2 separate regions of the Rattus norvegicus genome follow, and region 1 is linked to region 2. The links are chromatin contacts, called in public Hi-C maps. All regions are on one chromosome and are shown on one strand. Each heading gives the region's core, a stretch centred on a gene start, on an enhancer-like site or on the middle of the called end of the contact. The rest is flanking DNA. Distances are from core to core; before and after follow the strand shown.

Region 1 (5,698 bases), core at 701-3,200, 300 kb after region 2:
AGGGATATTAGAGCATGAAGCAATAATGTGGCCTAATAATCTTTTCCACATGGTGCATCCAGAACATCCTAACATCCCTCTTCTTCCAATTGGACATGGCATTTATTAAAATCTCATCATCACAACGGCCTGTCCTCTCTTTGGTTCAGTACTTGAGAAGGGCACTCAAAACACTTGTCTCGTCCTTCCTATCCATAGCTTTGCTCAAGCTACAGATTACTTAAAGGCCTGACAGTAGACCTTTAACAGAAAAGTTAATGGCATTAGTAAATGTCATCAATGTGGACTGGAAAGCTGCATTTTCGTTAGGTAAGTTCACCCTGCTGGAAAGTCTGTCAACAGTGAAAATAGTTGGTAGTTCTCACTGCCACAGAGAACTCATTCTAAAGCAAAGAGAGGAATGAAGTAGGGAGTAGCACCCCTGACAGCAGCAAACAGAAACATAAGGAAGCACTTACAGAGCCGACAATACAAGTGTGCTCTCCGTGGGCGGCGAAGTTTTACATGAAGCTTAACTTTGAAAGCACAAGATGAGCTACAAAGGGAACGAGTTAGAGTTCAGGATTACCAATGAAATTTACACTCTGGTATCCAACAGCATCTACTGGTTCACTGTAAAAATGTTAACAGTATGTAGCAGGCTGATTTGCTTGAAAAGAAAAGTTCTGGAAAACGAAACTACAGTTAGAATTTTACTATCAATTTCCCCACAAATCCAAGATTAACCATAGGAGATGTCGGGCTTTCATCACTGAAAAGGAAGTGCTTAAGAGTCCTCAACTTACATTGCTCTACCGAGAAAAGCCAGCCTAAAGCCAGTGCTGAAGTCTTGCGGGAATGCTGCAGTGCATGGTTCTTTACTGTCCTTCCTACAGCGAGGTGGCCCCATCCCGATGAGTATATTAAGTGAGCCTTCAAGGCTCAACACTAAGCTTCGTCAAAGCATTACATCACTTTTGAATTACAAAAGCACCAAACTCCTATCGAAAGGGGCAAGAGATTGAGTTGCTTTCAACATTTTTCCTTTCGTGTAGCTTACTTAGCAAAGAACTGCCTAAAAAAAAAGCTTCCAAAGTGCCACACAGAAAATTTACTACACTGCATTATGCATAACTCAAACAGGAAGGTTGCAAAAGCATCAGAACTATAACTTACCATCATACTTCTCTTGGAGAAAATAAAACTAGAAAATACAAGTTCTTCCACATAAGAGTTCCGAGCACTTTTCATTAATTATCCAGACTACACTTTCTCCACAAAACTTGTACTTTCCTAATAGAGGTCACGAACCAAAAGCCTGTGTCATTAAACGTTAATACTTGGGTCTCTCGGAAGCCGTACTTCCAGCTCTGATCTACTCGCCTTTAATAAAAAGCATATCAACATAAAAGTCTAAGATTGACCCTCCCCCACACCAGCATGGCTATTCGAGCTTACCAAGTTAAACTAAAGGAAAAACAAACAAAACCAAAAAACACAGCATTCAGTAAAAAGAATTTATTTAGCTTTACACATTTAAAAAAAGATTCGAAAGGTGCATTTAACTATAAAAGTCAACCCTGTTTTAAGGAGTTATAAACAGTTAAAACCGAAACTCTACTCTGCTTCGGGCTTACATTTTAAACTCTTAAACGTAGCGGCCATATAATAACCCAGATCCAAAAAGCGTCGAGACGTAAAAGTTTGGAATTCCAGCATTGACTGTTCTGACGGCGACCGCAGTTGTGCATCGCGGAGCCGCTCGCCCGCTCCGCCGTGCACCTCAAGAACGAAACCCCACCGCGGTCGAACTAAAATCCTGCACGAGTTAAAATTATCCGAGGCGGAAAGTTGAGCCGCGTCTTCCGCGGCTCCCTCTCCTCCTCTCCCGGAGCAATTCCGAAGGCTTCGCTCTCCCCCGGGCTACGGAAGGCGCCGCGGCCGCCGCCACCGCCCGTAGCCCCTGCGGGAATGCGGCTAGCTAACGGTTTCCGCGCCGGCTGGCCGGCCGATCGGGCTGTCCCGGAGCCCCGGAAAACAAAGGGGATCCCCGGCCATTGTCCTCCGCGGCGCTGAGCATCACCAGCACTAGCAAGGCAGTAGCTTGCGCAGTTATCTCCACAGCGGGCAATGTCACAACCCGACCAACAGCACAAACTACTACCTCAGCCAGGGCCATGGTGTGGGAGCCGGCGGGACACGCGGAGCCTCGTCCTCCTCTCCGCCGCCGGCTGCGCGCGCCGAGCGCCCCAGGGCGGAGGCTGCCTCCGGCGGGCCGGCCGCGCCCTCTGTCCGAGTGGAGCTGCGCTTGCCCGCTCGCCCGCTCGCCCGCCCGCGCGCGCCACGCCGCGGCTCCGCCGCTGCCCCCCCACCCCCGCCCGCCGCGTCGCACCCCGGAAGTCCCCGCGGACGCGCCCCGCACCCTCCGGGGGGCCCCGGCAGCCCGGCACCCGCGGCTCCGCGCGCGCCCGGTCTCGCGCTCCTGCTTCACTGCGGCCGGGCGAACCATAGAGATCCCTTAAAGAGGCTGGCGCGCTCCCCACCACGTGACCGCCCGCCGCCCCCCGCCGCCATCTTACATCCGGGGCACCGCGCCCGCTCTCCGCCCGGGCGAGCCTCGGGGCTCGCGGGAAAGCCCGCTACGGGCGGGGACTCCAGCCGCAAGCCGGGACCTGCTCGGGCCTCGTGCTGGGCTCCGTCTGCTCGGCGCGGTCGGCAGAGCCCTGGTGCTCTGGGCGTGAGCAGTAAAGATGGCGGCGGGTGGGCCACGTTGCTCTCCGGCCGGAAAGTTCCGGCACCCCCTTCCCGCTCCGGCCGCCTGGCCCGCGGCGCTCCACCCCGGCGCGGCCGCAGCTGCTCGCCGCAGAAACTGGCGGGAAAGCTGTGTTGGGCGAGTCTAGTGCGCAGGCTCCCGGAACATGGGGCGCCTGCCTTCTCCCTATTTTTAGGCAAGGTTTGGAAGAGGGCCGACTGCAATGGGGCTTCCCATCCGTGTGGCCCAGTTTACTTTTTTGTTTTGCTTCTCATTTACAGGTTTTTAAAGATTTTTTTTGTTTGTTTTTAGAAGTCACTAAGATTTGTCAGATAAAATACAGGATGTCTTGCTAAACTGGAATTCCACATCCACGAATGCTTCCCCCCCCCCGCATATGTAGATTCCATGTACTAAAAGGGGGATGGTGTCTGAATTTCACATTTATCTGCCGGTCTGTTTTAGTGCATTTGGCAGTTCCATTAGTCATAAAGTTGCTGAAAATCCACAGTACACAAGACAAGTACAGAATGGTTAGAGAAATGAGTGCAATCTGGGAAGTTTCTCTAAACTTTAATCCTGTCACAGCAGCCAGATAACAAAACTCTGTTGCAAAATTTGGTAAAACTACGTACGAACGCATATATTTAATTCATTTTAGAGACCCACCTCACCCTGACCCAGTCCAGTATAATTTAGTACAACAGACCCTGGAGCCCATACTAACACCAATTAACTTTCACTACAAGGTAGACAGGACCTAAATAATTTTTTGAAGTACAAATTTTCAAATGTTTCAACCCACTTACAGGTTTCAGACATATTTCAAACTACCTGCCTGTTTATGCTACGAGCAGAATTCGTTATACTAACCTTAGTATTTAAAGCCATCTCAAATGTTTCAGTTATTCCTAATTCATATTTTTATATTTGAGTGCTTGTGTAACATACTTGCAATGAAATGCTAATTTCCTGTCTGCCGCACTGATACATATGGAAAACTCACAGCATCCTTTCTTAATAAACAATGACCGGGCTAACTCACCGCACAGTGGATCATGTTATTTGCACCTTACCAAGTTTGTTGGCCACTGTTAGTGTGGAGTTTTTTAAGAGGCTATCAAGCGTACATCTGGTCTAAAAGGTAAGTTATTAACTAAACCTGGTCCAGCTGTTGCACTGCTTTATCTCTGACAACTCTGACATAATAGAATCATCCACTCGCGGTACTGTCACCACCAATATTCTCCATCATTAACATTCAAATATGTAGAGTCTACCTAATTCACCCTCACTCCCCTTTCCAGACAGTTTTCTTGAGATCTAGTCCTGGCTTCCTTAGAACTTGCAGCTATCTGGGTCTGCCTGCCTCTGAAGCGCTCGGGTGACAGGTGTGTTCCCGTCTCCTCAGCATCTGTGTAAACAGGAGCACTCTCAGCTCCTCCTCTAGCATCACCTCAGCAGGAAAACTCACCTGCCTGCTTTCCCCACTCTCTATCGCCACCTAACTCTACACATAACACATTCATCTTCCTTAGTTTTGGTTAAAAGTAAACCTGTGCCATTCCAAAGTTTTTGGCTTTTAAGGAGTTTGATTAGGTTTCAGTTCCTCAAAGCCAACCTTCCCCCCACCCCACCATACCAAAACTCACTGTTACCAGTTCTACTAAAAACACACACCTTCCCTTAGTGCTGGAAAGATGTTGCAGAGGACCTGTAAGTCCAGCTCCAGGAGACCTGACGCCGCCTTCCAGATTTTCCAGATATCTATACTTCTGTTCACATATCCCTTTCTTATATACACACAATAAAAATCTTCAACGAAGAAAAAAAAAAAACCCAAACCCCACCTTCTTCCATCCTTTTTCAGTATCATGTAGTTTATAGACACAGACTTCCTAGCCATCAAAACTGAAAGTTTCATATTCAGCCTCTCTTTTTCTTGTCGTCCTTCTGGATATGAATAGCAGTATTAACCTGAACCATGAGAGGTTTAGTAATCACTTGACTCTGTTTTTGTGGAAGGGTAGAGACAGGCATGTTATGGACACTTGATTACACTGTCTTATGTTCAGCATTATTTGATGTCTATTAGCTACAATATACCCTAGCGACTGCAGTCACATGACAAGGAGACCCTTGGAGGTTCATACCTTATGGCTGTAGTGAAAGACAAGGAAGAGGCTGCTCTGGTTCCCTGCCTGGTTCTTGAACTATATGTGCTAAGTGTGTTTTATTTCTGTCACAACTGAAAACTTGCCAAGGGCAGGCACAGTGCTTTCTAAAATTCCTTGTAAAAGTGTATTTAATAACTATGCATTAATCATCACTATTCATTCTATTTCACAGACAAGAACATCAAGATGGGTTGATTAGCTTGCTCATGTAACAGATGCTGCAAACAACAGGACCTGAATTTGGGTAGACTCTCGGTCTTTTAACCACTATGCTAATGCTGATACAAAACAAGCAACAAACCAGATATTTTAAACAAATGTTTAAACCCTATACCAGTGAAAATTCCCAGGCAGATCACACAGAGGTTAGTTCTTAAACAATTTCTTCTCGATATTTGAATCTCCTTTAATATTCGTGAGTGTTTACCCCAAATGCATAGCCACAGAAGCAGCAGTTTATTTCAGTAAGATATTAACTAGTGCAGTGAAACAGTTTTACTAGCAACCATTTATAGATGAAAGAATGGATCTTAAAGTGAGCCATGCTGATTTAGGCTTGTGACTCTAGAACATGACCTCTGAATTTTTCTGTCCTCACGTGTAGAGTAGGTCTAACCCTAACTTCCTATTGTAAGGACTAAAGGAGAAGAAATGCTATGTTCCTCGAGCACTCCACATGGGTGATTTTAAAAGTTACTGCACTCTAAATAATATAGGAATTTTCTCATAGTTTAACTTCTCAGAGCAGGAATTTTTGTTTTTTTCCCCTTCCTGTCTTGAATCAGAATTT
Region 2 (5,310 bases), core at 1,809-4,308:
CAGGAGTGGTATATGTAGTGCATGAGAAAGGCTCTTATTTTTAGGGGTGCCTCTAACAGTAATAATCACCCCCTGCCTTAAATTTAGAAAACACAACTCATTTCCATCCCTTTCTGTCAATCTAATCGAAGGCAAGTCGGTCAGTCAGGAAGCTCTGCTGACTTTCAGGGCAAAGTTCCGGGGAAGGATATTGCACAAGCTAAGGATGGCACCTTGCCGGGAAGGTAATAATCAGGTTAGAGAGGAAACAGAGTAACTTCTTAAAGGAATATTTCACTAATCTTGCTAATATTTCCAATTTTAATTGTGCTATACATCCTACTTCAGGAAAGAGATGGGAAGCTTACAGAAAGTATCAAAAGTGGTTATTGGGGGGGGGTATTAAAGACTCCTTTGCTTTTTTGGGTCACTGGATTTTATCTATTTGTAATATACCATGGCCAGTTACTACTTTGAAATTGAAAATAAATCAGACAGTAAAGTTTTTATTAAAATCCAGTTTCATAGGCATACTAAAGTGGTCAGTGATGTGAAGAGTCATATTAAACTCAGCTCAACAAAACATGATTATTAAAACATCTAAACCATAATGTTAAAAGCTGTGTTACAAGAAATGCTTGAAAGGGGGGCTCTAAGCTTATCTTGGTACCAGGATGTTTCAGAGCCTGTGATGAGCAGTTTGCATGTTTAAAAAAAAAAAAAAAAGCTTGCATGTCGAGAGATTCGTTCACAGTCTAGACAGGCAAAAATTAAGAAGGAACTGAATTGCCATCATTTAAAGACCTGACCCATTCAAAAGGATTTTGGTTTAGATTTATTTTTGTTTTATGTGGATGGATAATTTGGCTGCATGTACCTCTGGGCACTGCATCAGGGCGTTGCCTGAGGAAACCAGAAGACGAGATTGGATCCCCTGGAATTGGAGTTTCGAAAGATCGTGAGTCACCATGTGGGTGCGGGGAATTGAACCATAGACCCCTAGAAAAGCACTCAGTGCTCTAAAGGGCTGAGACTCTGGTCCAGCCCTCTGACCCACATTTTATAATTAAAGGAATGAGGACTGAAATAACATTAACATCTGTTTGATACAAAAAACATTAAAATAATATTAAAATAACGCATTGAGAGGGCTAGAAAGGTAACTCAGCAGTTAAGAGCACTCGTTGGCTGCTCTTCCAGAGGATCTGAGTTCAATTTCCAGCACCCACATAGCAGCTCACAACTGTCTATGCAACTTCATTTCCAGGGAATCTGACACCTTCACACAGATATTCAGACAGGCAAAACACCAATGTAAATAAAATAACAATAAATAAATTTAACTTTAAAAAACATTGGGGTTGGGGATTTAGCTCAGTGGTAGAGCACTTGCCTAGTAAGCGAAAGGCCCTGGGTTCGGTCCCCACCTCCAAAAAAAAAAAAAAAAAAAACCAAAAAAAACAAACAAACACAAAAACAAAAAAAAAACCAAAAAAAAACCAAACAAAAACAAACAAACACAAAAACAAAAAAAAAACCCACTGCATTGGGAGCAGTGGTGTTTCACTCAACCTTTAAAATACTGCCTAAGGTGAAATGGTCACGGGGAGGAAATACCTTTTTTAAAAAAATGATTCTAGATAGGAAGGAACCAATGGACTTTATCCAGGCTTAAGAGCAGAATTTCTCTCCTGGGAGTGCTGGGCTCTTCTTCCAGAGGGCCACCCCCTCTCCCGAAGCTGGACCACCACTGAAAACCTGCCCTCCCTGAGGATAAAGGCCTGCATTTCTGTATTCTTCCTGAAAATCTAAGGGAGCTACTTAGAGCTGAGCCGCACAAATTGTAGTCTTAAATGGTAGATCTCGGAACATGACTTAAAACGGTTTAGCATAAACCTGTACTACGGCAAAAGTTTTTTTGTGGTTTTTTTTTAATGAAACAAAACCAATATTTAATAAATGTTACTCGTGGAGAAGCACATTTATTATTCCCAAGACATTTAAATTAACATAAGATCACCAAAATATATTTTATTATAAGCATCTGCTTGTTTTTAAGTTTACATTTAATTCGGTGGCTGTGTTCTGTTTTTCTTTAGTTCTCCACGTGCCCTTAATTTTGTGCGGTTAAAATACTGCAGTAATAAAGATACATCTGTCGCTGTACTAGAGGAAAGAGCTCGTGTACATCTGTTAAACAACCCGGCGTATTCCTGGCTTCTTGGATATCTTTTGTTTTCGGTAGGAGAAAAAGCAGTCTACCTTCCGAACAAGGTGTGTGCCAGGGACAGTAACACGTGTAGAGGTAATAAAGAAAAAGGAAAGTGATTCTCTAGCTGCCTGGGGGAAAACTTCAAATGACCCTTGAATTCCCATTGTGTAGCGATGACTCCAGCACCTGGGTAGGTCTGTCTTTTTCCCTCGCCGGACTGAGGAGACCGCCCACCACCACGATTGCACCTGTCTTCGCGAAGTTTCTTTTCCGGAGGTCAAAGGCACTTTTCCTCCTAGTGCCTACCCCACTTCTGGCTTCTCCCAGCTGCCTGAGGTCATGTGACAGCCCCTAACACCTGTCCAGCCACCAGCTCACAGCGCCCCCATCCTCCTCCTCAGGTACGGACCAGGCCGGGCTGCGTCTCCCTAAGGTCACGGTCTCGGAGCTAGCGGTGCTCGGCCGGCAGGGGAGGGGCTGAGGCTGGGCCGGAGCGGCAGCGGGAGCCCGTGCAGCCTGATCATCACATGACTCGACGGCGGTAGCCGTGGCAGCAGGAGCGGCGGGTCCGCGGGCTCGCCGGGTGGGCTCAGCTCCGCGCACGCAGAAACGGGGCGCAGGGGGGCGGGGAAGAGACCTGCGGCAGCCGCCGCCCGCCAGCCGTTCCCGGGACTCTCGCTGTCCCTCCTCAGCCGCCCGCTCGCTCCATGTCGCCCGGTTGCGGAAGTGTCGCTGGGAGAGGTGGCGGCGTCGTCGTCAGGGAGCACGGGAGGCCGGGGCTCGGCCCCCTGCAGCACTGAGCTCCCGGAGCCGCGCGTCCCAGCGTCCCCACCGCCCGTGCGCCCCGCGCCCGCCGCAGCCTGCATGCCCCGCGCTGCACCTCGGCCGGCCGCCGCCTCCTGCTCGCTCAGCGGCTGCCCGGCGCCGGAGTAATATGCTCACTCGGGTGAAATCTGCCGTGGCCAATTTCATGGGCGGCATCATGGCTGGCAGCTCCGGCTCCGAGCACGGCGGCAGCGGCTGCGGAGGCTCGGACCTGCCCCTGCGCTTCCCGTACGGGCGGCCAGAGTTCCTCGGGCTGTCTCAGGATGAGGTGGAGTGCAGCGCAGACCACATCGCCCGCCCCATCCTCATCCTCAAGGAGACCCGGCGGCTGCCCTGGGCCACGGGCTACGCAGAGTGAGTGCACCGGCGCCCCCGCTCTCCTCGCCGCCCCTCCCCGCCCCGTTCCAGCTCCTTCCTCTCACGGCTTCTGGGCACTAGGGTTCTCCACCAGCTCGGCCTCCAGGCCTCGGGCGAGAGCCTCTTCGCTTACACTGACCAGTTCCCCTTCTCCCCGCCCCCCCCCCAAACCCCGGGTATGGGCTTTCGGACCCAGCAGTGGGTGGCAGAGGGGGATGGCAACGGCGCAGGACCGTGGGAACGCAGAGGTTGGACTGCTCTGATAATAAGGGGTCTGTAATACTTTGGGGGGGAAAGTGGGCAAAACAGCTCTGCTGAAGTTGCAACACGTTAGAAAAACCTGTATCAGTGTTCAATCCTCCACCCCTACCCCAAAATCTTTGTTCCCCGGCGTGAGGTGGATGCTTGCGGGAGGTGTTCCCGGGGCCGCGGGCTTGATGCGCGCGTGACTGCACGTTCGGAAAGGTCTTTCTGTGAGCTCTTTGGGCTTTATGGCAGGTAGTGAATGCCGCGCGACCAGTAAATGCCACTACGGTTTCCCACAGTCCTTGGGGAGATAGAAACTTCAGGTGTCGAATACAGCATTTTAGTAATCAGCTTTTGTGATTACGCGAGCTCTGGGGTGATTTGCTATTTAAAAAAAAAAATAGAAAAGACCGAGTTAGGCAACGGCCGGGCATAGAACGGGGAGAGAAGGTTTCGTTGTCCTTCTGCTACTCCACGGCCACTTCTCCATTGACTATTATATTAATAAGCATCGTGTGAATGGTGGATAAGTAATGTTTTCTCCCACCTAATATTACTATTTAGCTTTGTGGGACTGGAAGACTAGGAAAGAAGAGGGCATTTAGACCAGAATCCCCAGGCTAGTGACTGTGGGTCCAAAACCACTCCGAGCACACCTGTCCCTTTCCTTACACTCTCTCTGTAATCTTGGCCATCCCCAACCGATGCATGGCTTCTCTCTCTCTCTTCTCTGATTGGTTCGTCCAAGAACCAATAAATTTCCCCTGAGCCTCGGCGCTTTCATGCTGACCCGGTTCTGGTGGCCCAGATCCCCCCCCCCCCCCCCCCCGCCCCAGCAGGCGTGGTTCCTTACAAGCCGAGTTCCGGTGCAGGAAGTAGGTGGCTTGCGAATCATTCTGCCTAGAATCTTGAATTCTTTTTCCTCCCGCGTCATCCTGTGATCGTGACTCCACGGGCTTGTGTATAAATGGGGATTGATGACTGGCTTGTGAAGAAAGGAACCCGAGGATTGGGTGTGCGGGGTGGGCAGGTGGGTGTGTATAGCATAGGCAGACTGGCGTGAAAGAGGAGAAACAGGAGGAACAGCAGCCTGTAACCTCCAAGAGGAAGCTGAAACCTAAAGTCGGGGACAAGTGCCTGCTAATTCAGCTAGTTCCTTGCCTGAAAAATAAGTTTAAACGCCATCGGATCCTTTGCAAGGTCAAAAGCAACTGGAGGTGTCTGACCCCATGATTGTATAGGTGGAGGCCTTGTGCCCGCTGTGCTCCTGAGCAGTGGAGGCTTGGTGGAGCGTGGACACCTGAGGGTCTGGGTCATGCACTGGGAAATGGTGAGATTATCGAAGGGAGAGAGGGAGGCAGGCAGGGAGGGAGGGAGGGAGCAGTATCACTGACAGTAGAAGCTAGCCTGGCACTGTGAAGGGGAAACCTCACAAAAGTATGAGGAAAAGAATTCTTCAGTGGTAAATAGGCATAGGAAGCTGAATGGCCCTACTTCCCCCCCCCCCCCAGCCTGTTTCCTTGACTCTGTGAGGAAACCTGAGAGCTCTGGCTTATTCTAGGCTAGAATGAGAGATGTCCAGCTCTGACCACTGTAAAGGCTTCTTCTGTTCTTAACACTAGTTACAGACTGCACGCGTGTTTATTCATGCAAACATCCTGTACCCCTGGCCCCAGGAACAAAATGTTTGG

What was found. Hi-C and Micro-C count contacts between places; a contact is called where the count stands out from the background.
Region 1: a contact with region 2 is called in a Hi-C map of kidney, with 6 times the contacts expected there. The contact joins the promoter of LOC134479799 here to the promoter of Ppm1h in region 2. A contact is called at or near these places in 3 of 12 Hi-C or Micro-C datasets (frontal cortex, kidney and mammary epithelial cells) and 1 of 1 datasets of contacts at active chromatin or transcription factors (oligodendrocytes).

The regions. Positions count from the first base shown.
Region 1 is chr7:60,525,810-60,531,507 of GRCr8, forward strand. It overlaps LOC134479799 (nascent polypeptide-associated complex subunit alpha, muscle-specific form-like), which reads left to right and starts at 1,951. Exons shown (of 4, transcript XM_063264464.1): 1 at 1,951-2,048; 2 at 2,104-3,875; 3 at 5,081-5,273; 4 at 5,694-5,698. The coding sequence starts at 1,951. The coding sequence ends at 3,043. It overlaps Mirlet7i (microRNA let-7i), which reads right to left and starts at 2,152; the gene lies at 2,068-2,152.
Region 2 is chr7:60,221,029-60,226,338 of GRCr8, forward strand. Ppm1h (protein phosphatase, Mg2+/Mn2+ dependent, 1H) reads left to right here and starts at 3,059. Exons shown (of 10, transcript NM_001271079.2): 1 at 3,059-3,370. The coding sequence starts at 3,126.